Regions from separate parts of the Capsicum annuum genome. Here region 1 is linked to region 2. The links are chromatin contacts, called in public Hi-C maps. All regions are on one chromosome and are shown on one strand. Each heading gives the region's core, a stretch centred on a gene start, on an enhancer-like site or on the middle of the called end of the contact. The rest is flanking DNA. Distances are from core to core; before and after follow the strand shown.

Region 1 (5,593 bases), core at 2,053-4,552, 93 kb before region 2:
TACAAAATGGTTGTAAAATTTCAAATTGTTCGCCGTAGTCAACTTATTATGCCCTGAATTCAGACAGAGCAACAGGGTCCAAATAGAAAGCGCTGCTGACTTGTCCATAAAATCCTACCTATGCATACTTTATTACCATATGATCACAGAAAATACATGGTAAAATGATATTTTATGACAAGACATTAAAAGTTGCCTCTTTATAAAAAACAGAACACAAGCATATATTCCCCATCTGATGTTGGACAATAGTAGAGTATTGTACAAAATAAGCATCACATAAAAGGGACAATAGTAGAGTATTGTACAAAATAAGCATCACATAAAAGGTACCCTCTTCGTTCGCATATATTCCCATCTTATGCTGGACAATAGTAGAGTATTGTACAGAATAAGCATCATTTCTGTCCAAACTATTTACATAAAGGTCGCTTGATAATAAAAAAAGTTGGAAACTAGGGGAAGACAAACCATATCAATTCAATGTCATTGCATTCATTTGCTATACATTCAACTCCTAGAATCTAAAACCAAATAAGAGCAAAGTTCATGGAGCAGTCTAAAGAATCATACCAACTACAACACTTGATTGGAATTTTCTTTTCCCTCTTCAATAATGGAATCCAGTTTCTCGGGATGAGCTATATCATATGTTGCATGGACACCAACAAATACATAGTAAATCAGCATTACAGCACTGCATATAATGAACCGATAAAATGCCGCTTCACCCAAAGAACCTATCAAGAATATATTCATCCCAATTGACAATGATGGTACCCATGGCACAAGAGGTACACCCCAAACTTTAGGAAGTCTTTGTTTTGGAAGTAGCGCCATCCCTAAAGTGCCCAAAAACCACAAAGCGCCAGTCACAGTATACCCAATCCAACCTTTTTCTTTAGTACTCCAAAGAACTGTTGCCCCGATTGATGAACCAATTACAATGAATAAGCACAGAAGGAATTTAGCCAAATCATACTTCGGAGTAACATCTGTAACGTAGTATCGCCTAACAAGCAATGCAACAGCCATAAGCATGAAAATGGTAAGTGTACTAAATGAGAATACACTTGACAAGACATCCAAGCTCGTGAACAACGCAAGAATGCAGCTAGTTATAGTTGTCAAGAGAGTAGCATAAATTGGTGTTCCAGTTTTCGGGTGAACCAAAGCAAACCACGGGGGAATCATATGTGCTCTTGCAATCTGAGTTGTGTATCGAGATTGTCCCATTGACCCAACAAGCATACTCGTAGTCATTCCCTTAAGTGCACAAATCCCCACCAAATACTTAGCCCAATTCATACCAATACCCTCAAATGCAACTGAATAGGCTGCATTAACATCCACTTCAGTGTACTTAACCATCATGGTCAACGCCAACGCCATCAAACAATAAACAATCGAGATCATAGACATTGAACCAACCAAACCTAATGGTATATCCCTCGACGGCTTCTTAGTTTCCTCGGCCATATTAGCAACCATATCAAAACCTGTATATGACCAATACACAACTGCTGCAGCTCTAAATACCCCTCCAGCACCAAAAGGGAAAAAAGGCACCAAATTCGACGTCTTCCCATGAATAAACCCTACAACAATAATAAAAACAATCACACCAGCACTTACTATAGAACTTAGCCAATTCAAAATTGACGTTCTCCTTGTCCCAGTCATAGCAAACCCATTTGCAAGTGCAAGAATCACAAGAGCTAATGGATCCAACAAATTAAACCCTTCAGCAAAAGAAACAATCTTGATTCTCAAAAAATCAGGATCATTCTTTATAATACTAGCAAAATACGATGACCATGAACGTCCTAACCCTGCAGCACCAACAATAGCCTCCAAAAGAATATTTGCAGCAGCTATAAACGCAACAAAATCACCCAACTCAACTCTCAGAAACGAAAAAGATCCACCAGCTATAGGAATATCAACAGCAAATTCTGTATAACAGAACACAGAAAGCAAAGCAGAAAGACCAGATATTGCATATGAAAGGATTATAGCAGGGCCAGCATTATTCCTAGTTTCTTGACCAGTAATACTGAAAATACCTGAAACAAAAAAAAAAAACAGTAGGTGATTCTTTCCATCTGTTATAGCCTTGGTGGACAGAATAGTTACCTGGTACCCGCATTGCTGGTGGAGGTAGCAGGTATCCCGTGGAATTAATTGAGAAGCGCGAAAGCTAGCCCAAGACCACGGTCATGCAACAACAACAACAACATACCCAATATACTCCTGCAAAGTGGGGTATGGGGAGGGTAGAGTGTACACAATACATACCTCAACCTCAAATGTGGGGTATGGGGAGGGTAGAGTGTACACAATACATACCTCAACCTCAAATGTGAGGTAGAGAGACTGTTTTCCATAAACCCCGACTCAAGACAAAGGTAATTGAGGTACAAGAAACAAGAGATAATAACAAAACAATAGATAGTAACAAAACAAAACTACCACAAAACTAATTCTCCCTTCATTTCAATTTATATGACTACTTTCAGTGTTAATCTATTTCAAAAAGAATGTCCCTTTCCTTTTTATGCTTAGAACCACAAGATTTAATAGTTTTTTTATTTTTTTAAACTCCCTATCAAATCAAAACATGTCAATCAAATTGAAACAGACAGAGTACTGCAATCCATCTACCCGAAACAACAAACATGAGCAAAAACTCCAAAAACAAGCAACTACAAGCATACCACTACGAGTACTAGTACAAATACCAGCGTCATCAAAAAGAAAAAAAAAGAAATACTTCAAATACCTGAACCAACGACAGAACCAAAGCCAAGCCAAACAAGATCCCAACAAGTAAGACATTTTTTCATTTCATTTTCTGATTCTTTCTTGAGTTCAACCAATTCACTTGTCTCTGTTGAACGTGCAAAAAGACGGTTCTTGAGGCGTGTTGGGATATGGGACAATGCATTCTTGTAGGATGACCAATTGTTGAAAGAGGGTTCAGGGAAGAAATCTTGCTTGCTAAAGCGCCAATAGGGCTTATGGGGTTGATGGGTTTTTGGCGAATTCATTGTTGTTGATGTACAAGGAGTAGTCATTCCTCCAACAATTTTCTTGGAGGAATTTAAGGGTGTTTGGAGTTCTTGAAAATGGCCTGAAATTGTCATGTTTTTTCCAGAAGTGTTGTAAAGAGAGTATTGATTGCATCAATTGTTTCTTGTTAGATTTCCTAGATTTTAGGGGTTACCATAACCAAGACCAAAGAAAAAAAAAAACAAAAAGGATCAAAATCATTTTTCCAATCCAACTTTGTCCTGAAAAAACTTTCTACTCAATTTTAAACAATAACCATACTAATTCTTTTATCCTAATTGACTTTTAAAAATTTCTATTTTATCCTTTTATCATCGATTTTTTCATTTTTTTAACTTTTTAAAAATCATCATATTTTCATTTTAAAAAAAATCATATAATAAGTTTTTTATAAAAACATAAACATTATCTTCTAGAAAAAAGTAAGAAATACTAATTAATATATAAGCTAATGATAATCTTCATGAAGTAAATTAACATGATAAGAAAATTAGTTTTATTAATAATAACCAAAACTATAATATTTATTTTACAAGTGAAAATAATAAGTAATACTAATTTTATAAATATATTTCAATGCAGAAAATACAAACAATAAATGAAAACGATAAGTCTCTAGTACCACCCCGAACTATGGTCAAAGTTGTTACGACACACTCCAACTTCACAGGGATCCTACAATCCCCTGAACTCAAATTTAGCGTATTTTTGTCATTTTTTTGTGCTAATGTGGCACCTTTATTATATAAAATGGAGTTCACATCAAAGGTGTCACGCCATCTAAAATGATTGACAAAAGGTATTACGTTAGCTAAAAAGATTTACAAAAATACGTTAAAATTTAGTTTAAGGGGTAATAGGACCCCCGTGAAGTTGGCTTATGTCGTAGCAAATTTGATCATAGTTCGGAGGTACTAGATGTTTTTCTCGAATAAAAATAAGGTTAAATTTTAAAGATTATATTTATTTATGTAAATTATAAAATATGTAGCCCTCTATTAATGATAATCACAACTTATTACTGATATAGACAATAGATAATATCATTTCTTATCACTTGATTCTCATATTAAAAATAGATGTTTTAATTTATCTGCTCAATTTGTGAAATCAAGAAAATCGTATTATGTTTTTTTCTACCCTTTAATGTTAAATAACTATATAAAGTAACAGTATAGATAAATTTAAAGTTTCAAATTATCATTAATAAGGTTAATTTAGCAAAATATACCTCTAAGTAAAATTTTCTTAAGACTTGTGTTATATCAATAAAAAGTTAAGTAATATGAAACGAATTTAGTAAGAGAGTGATAAAACACGAAAATATACGCACATACATGTACATACATATGTATATATACACACTTAGGGGTGGGTTGTTTGGAAACAAGTTATTCCGAAATTAGTTATCACAAAATAAGTTGTACTAACATGTATGTGTGATAACTTATCTCATCACTGTGGTATAAATGGTGCGATAAATAATTTTGAGACTACCTAATACATCTTAATTAAATGCAGAATAAATAATCATGAACTTCATCTCTGAATTATTATAATTATACCTCACACCAAATGACTCTTTAATACATATAATACTAAAATAACGATCTTAAAAAATAACATTGAATTTTGTGATAAATTAAAAAAAACATTAATTTGCTTATAAAGTTAATAAACTTAAATAAAATGTTATAAATATCCATGTTAAAGAAATATTCATTACATATAATATAAAAAGATATTACATAAATATAGAATTAAAATTACAAAGACAAAATGAATATTGTATAGAATAAAGGGAGAGTATAATTATTGTTCAATGTTGATGGAAGAGTTTGATTTTTTAATCAAAATTTGGGGTGCGTGAAAATAATTTTTTCACCGGAAAAAAAAAGGGGGTTACCATAGAGAAGTCAACTATCAAGAATGTATTTGGACATATGGCTGACCGTTCAGTTGGTTCTGTTTAAATAATTTTTTATTTTCGATAATAATATTAATCAAAATTATATTGAAATAACTATCGCCTTTTTGGTTCGATTTGATAATACAACTTTCATTAGCTTTTACTCACTAATTTTCTAATTTAATTTTTATTTTTATTTGTCATTTTTATATGTCAAGACAATTTTTTTTTATCATTCTTCCTATTAATTACTTTTTCTTCAAATTTATTTTAAGACATAATCTAAATATAATTTAATAGCGGTATTATGATAAATAACTATGTTATTCATTATTTTTGTTAATAGATGTGTCAAGTCAAAATGTAAAAATTAAAAGCGACCGAAGAGAGTAATATGATCAAGAATGTATTTGGACATATTCGATCGGTTCAGTTTAAGAAATTTGAGTTTGACTTTTTAACTTTTGGTTTGATAATAATATTAATTGAAATTAAATTAAAATAAATTTGATCCAATGTGATTTTAGCATTTTTCATCCGATTTGATAATAATAACAAGAATGTATTTGGACGGATAGGACAGCATAATAAGAACAAATGACTTAAAGGGTA
Region 2 (4,991 bases), core at 2,282-4,781:
TCCAAAATCTCAATCGGGACCTCTTTATAAGACAGAGAATTTTTCATAAAAACAACCAATGAAGGATCACCAATGCATTTCCTCAACATGGAAACATGAAAGACCAAATAAACCAAGCCCAAACTAGCAAGAAACTCCAATTCATAAGCAACATTACCAACCCTCTACAAAATCACATAAGGGATAATATACTAGGGATTGAGCTTCCCCTTTTTGCCAAACTTTACTACTTCCTTCATAGGAGATACCTTTAGGAATACCTTGTCCCCAACCTCAAACTCTAAGTCTCTACGCCTAACATCCGCATAAGACTTTTGGCAATTTTGAGCAGCCTTAAGCCTATCTCGAATCACATTCACCTTCTCCATAGCTTGATAAACCAAATCTAGATCAAACATATCTACCTCACTAAGCTCAAACCAACCAATAGAAGACCTATACCTCCTACTATATAACACCTCAAAAGGGGTCATGCCAATACTAGAATGATAGTTATTATTGTAAGCAAACTCCACCAAAGGTAGATGCTCAACCCAATTGCCACCATAATCAACCACCCATGCCTGAGGCATATCCTCCAATGTCTGAATAGTTCTCTCTGCTTGCCCATCCGACTCCGGATGAAAAACAGTACTCAAACTAATCTTAGTACCCAACCCTTTCTGAAAAGACCGCAAGAAGTGAGATGTAAATTGCGTAACACGATCAAAAAAAATTAAAACAGGCACCCCATGCAGCTTCAATCTCCTAAAGATATAGTTTCGCATAATCCTCCACCGAAAAGATAGTCGTCACTGGCAGAAAGTGAGCAGACTTTGTCATCCTTGTTTTATCCCTTTCGGATTTCATTTGGCGAGGAAAACGACTTGTCCTTCTTAAAACTATTTCAAAAGATTCAAGAACATTTTAAAATAATTTTAAGAAAATTTACAGAGTCGCCACTTGATTATTATAGAAAATCAAGAAAACTTGAAAGAGCTTCAAAGGTTCAAAAACAAAAATAAACTTTAAACTAAAGATAATGCTCATTTAAAATGGTGTAAAAATATTTTCTCCCTAAAAAACTACCTTAAAACTAGAGATTATGGGTAAGGGTTCAATTAACACCCTAAGAAGATTTTTAAGGCACTTAGGAGTGTCCGTTTAAAATGATGTACCAAAAAAAACTAACTTGACTAGTTAAAATGGCTAATTTTTGCAAAAACTTGATTTTATAGAAAATATTACCTTTAACTCTTTGTTGTAGACTTAAAATGACATTTGTTCAACAAAGCGAAAATTGATTCTGTTTTAACTTGAGAAAATTTTGTGTAAAGAAGGTTGAGCTAAACCCATTTTCTTCATAAATTATTCTGGAGAAAGAAAGGGATTTTTGAATATCATTTTTGAAAAAAAAATATCTGCCTTCAAAGAAGAATGTCAATTTAAATAAATTAAGAGCCTTGACTATTTAGTGAAAATATTTTTATCTTTCACAAAGGAAATTGATTTTAGGTGAGAATTCTTTTTTTTTTTTTAACTTAAAAGAACTACCTTATCATATTGAAAAAATAGAAAGCCATTTTGATATTTTAAAAGTTCATTCTAAGGAAAAATATAAAGAAAGATATACTTTTATTACCTTTGAATATCACGCTGTAAAATAAAATACGCAAAGAGACAAACAAAAGTAACGATTCAAAGGGGATTTATAAAGGCTAACCAAATTAATAATTTTATACAAACACATAATCAAATAGGATTTATAAAGAAATGAATAAGAATTAAAATTTGGGCCCTTTCCAAATCTAGCCAACTTTGGGCCCATTCTTTATGGACTTTGGTCCATTTTTCTGCAGTGTATACCACATGTATACCAGCCAGGTTTGTTTTGAGTTTTTATGTATATCTCCATGTATACACTATATAACAGTGTGGAAATCAATATATTCGGCATCATTTTTTCATGTACATGTATGATAGTGTACAGCTGCAACTATTTCGGTGTATATTTGCTGTATACGAATGTATACCAGTCCCTGGACAGATTTTGATGGAGACTTTTGAGTCGAGTGAGGATGGTTTTGAACCCGAGGAAATGCAGGGGCGATGGAGTCCAGTTGGACTCGCCAAGAAGCACATAAACAAGAGAGAAAAACAAAAATTAGAAGCTATTCAAGTGTTCTTAACACATAACTCAAAAGGGAAGAAATACATACAACCATTTACTCAATAATGTGATAAATGAAGGAAAAACACACCATAAAAAAGTTTGTGTCAAAGGTATTTAGCTAAGTAATTCATATGACATGGATAAATCAACCAACTAAAATAGCTTTACAAATGGTTGAAGCTTGAAGAAACAAATATTGGTGAAAATTAGTCCTTGATTTCACAAACTCAATCCTATTTTGCTCTTTGTGGAATAAATCAGGAACCATGATCTCTCAACTATCTATTATTAGGCAATTCACAAAACTTCAAATAACTAATCATGACTTAAACAAGGTTCAACCTAAACCACCGAGCTAAATATATGCCACTGTCTATGCACTTTTGGCCATAGTAATAGGTCCCTTTGTTGAAAGAAAAGCCATGTACAGACTGATTAAAAATAGAAGAGCAGGTTAATGCAAGTCTCAATACACAAAGAGTAATATTACTTGGAAAAAGCTGGAAATCATGAATACAACATAGAAATATAGTATTAAAAGCTAACCAACACCATTAAAACGAAACAATGATTTTTGACATAAAAAGAAACTAGAACAGAGGAATGTGAAACCAAGGACATCGACACGTTAACAATGATTCTATCGTGAAAAAGGAAACCTATGGCTTTCAGAGCCTCTACAGCAAATAATCTCACCAATAAAAGAAAACTAAATTACTACTACGAGAACTAAGACGGGGCGGAATCACGAAAAAATTAAATCATCGAGAAGTTTTAACTCTTTTAGGGCAGCGAAATGGGACATCGAGTCTGTCACGAGTACTTTCACCACCAAAACTCGACTTGGACTTTCCAGTGTTGAATCATTCTTGCGGAAATTTAGACGATTGCAGCGGATTTAGACGAATTCTACAGAGAACTTCTTGATTACGTGAGATTAGAGGAGCGCTCCTCCAAAATCTCCAATTTTTTCCCAAAAAGTCCTCCCTCCCTCCTTCTTCTGCATACATGGGTGTTTATAGGAGAATTGGGACTTATTTTAGGGGTAGATCGGAGGGGTAAAAAGAGGACCGTTGTTGTACTGTTGAGCATTGAAATTGTGGCTATTGTTGCAGCTGTTGTCGTTGAAAGTGGGCTGGTCGGGTCGGATTTTTCGGGTTGCCGATAACTTGGTTGTTGTCTGTTTGTTGATGGATGTTGATAACGTTGTTGAATTGTTGTACGTTGTTGAGTGTTTGCTGATGGGATTTGCCGTTTTGAAGCTGTTGGAACATTGATATTGTTACTATTTTGTCGTTGTTGGGTAAAGGATATAAGGGGTGGATTGGTTTAGGCCGGGTCAAGCGGTGGTGTGGGCTGAGGCTTGTCGGGCTGTTAAGGGTGGTGGGTTGCTGTTATTGTTGAGGTTAAGGGTGATGGGCTACTGGGTTGCTGGGCCTGGCGGGTCTGGGCTGATTTGGTGTTGGGCTGGCTGAGTGGCTGGCCCAAAGAACTTTCTTTAAAGAGAAAAAAAAAGTGTATATGTATAAAGTAGTATACTTAAGTATTAAATTACAAAAAATAACAACACTTTTATCAAATTACATTTTGTAGCATATGTATTTGTATTTTTGTAGCAATAGTTTGCAAAAATACAAAATACATATCGATCATAAGGGCAGTAAAAATCATATGTATTTGTATTTTTGTAGCAACAGTTTGCAAAAATACAAAATATAACTTACTCTATTATGTAATTATGAAACTCATAATTAAAGAGATAAGTATATTATTTCTGAATTTTTCCCGGAAAAAAGAAGAAGGTTATTTTAGGTTATTTAAAAAATAGTCACATATTATAATCTTAGTCAATTTTATTTGAATTTTAACCATGTTGAAAATCAATTGGTCAATTACATTGCAATTATGGTCAAGTTGATTTCAATTACAATCAAATTTAATAAATTGACTAAATCGAATCAAAATTTGAAACGAATCAACTAATTTAATCCTGAGTTTCTTGATTTAATAAAATTGAACACATATTTTTCGAATAAATTATTTTTGATAACAAATTATATCTAAATCAAAATTTGACCCATTATAATTAATTTTTTAAGATAACCCTTGATCAAAATTTAATTTCTATTAATTATTTAAGTAATAAAATTATATGATCTGGTATACAAATACGAGAATATATAACCGCTACTTAAAATAATAAAATTACCTAGAAGATATTTTATTTGAATAAAATAAATGTTGTAATTTTATTTAAAATCAAAGAAACTCAAAATTAAACTTAGTCGTAGAGAACAAAAATTAGGTGTCAACAATCCTATCCATGATGACCCAAATCAAATCAAAATGATTCCAAGACCGAAGAAGACCGGTAATGAAATCCATATTGGTCATCTCCCATTTCCATTCGGGCAAGTCAATTTCTTGATACAACCCACCATTCATTTGGCCATGAAATCAACCACATCCCTCTTCATACCGTTCCACCAATAGATCTCCTTGAGATCATAATACATCTTTGTCAAGCTGGATGAACAACATATAGCAACTCATATGCCTCAGCCAAAATCCTTTGTCGCAAATCATCAACATCAGAAACGCACAACCTCCCTTGGTACCATGAAGTACCATCACCACTAATCTCAAACACCACTACATTTTGCCTACCAAAATCACTTTTGATTTTCATCAAAACAAGATCTAGCACTTATTGTTCCTTAATCTCTACACCAAGATACGATCGAACCACTTCTTGCACCATCACACCACCATCCTTGGAGTCCAAGAGGCGAACTCCAAGATTAGCCAAGCGGTGAATATCCTTACCAATTCCCGTTTC

What was found. Hi-C and Micro-C count contacts between places; a contact is called where the count stands out from the background.
Region 1: a Hi-C map of bud shows a contact between it and region 2, with 2.4 times the contacts expected there. The contact joins the promoter of LOC107863775 here to the enhancer-like site in region 2. A contact is called at or near these places in 4 of 5 Hi-C or Micro-C datasets (bud, leaf and placenta).

The regions. Positions count from the first base shown.
Region 1 is chr3:64,289,661-64,295,253 of UCD10Xv1.1, reverse strand. LOC107863775 (cationic amino acid transporter 8, vacuolar) reads right to left here and starts at 3,302. Exons shown (of 2, transcript XM_016709907.2): 1 at 2,783-3,302; 2 at 319-2,066. The coding sequence starts at 3,146. The coding sequence ends at 577.
Region 2 is chr3:64,197,826-64,202,816 of UCD10Xv1.1, reverse strand. No RefSeq gene overlaps it. Among protein-coding and RNA genes, the nearest start is that of LOC107863776, 25 kb to the right of the region's middle. Within about 2 kb of position 3,531, at least 5 of the 5 cell types and tissues checked have an H3K27ac peak or open chromatin away from gene starts, as enhancers often do. A contact at or near this core is called in bud and leaf, where this site is marked.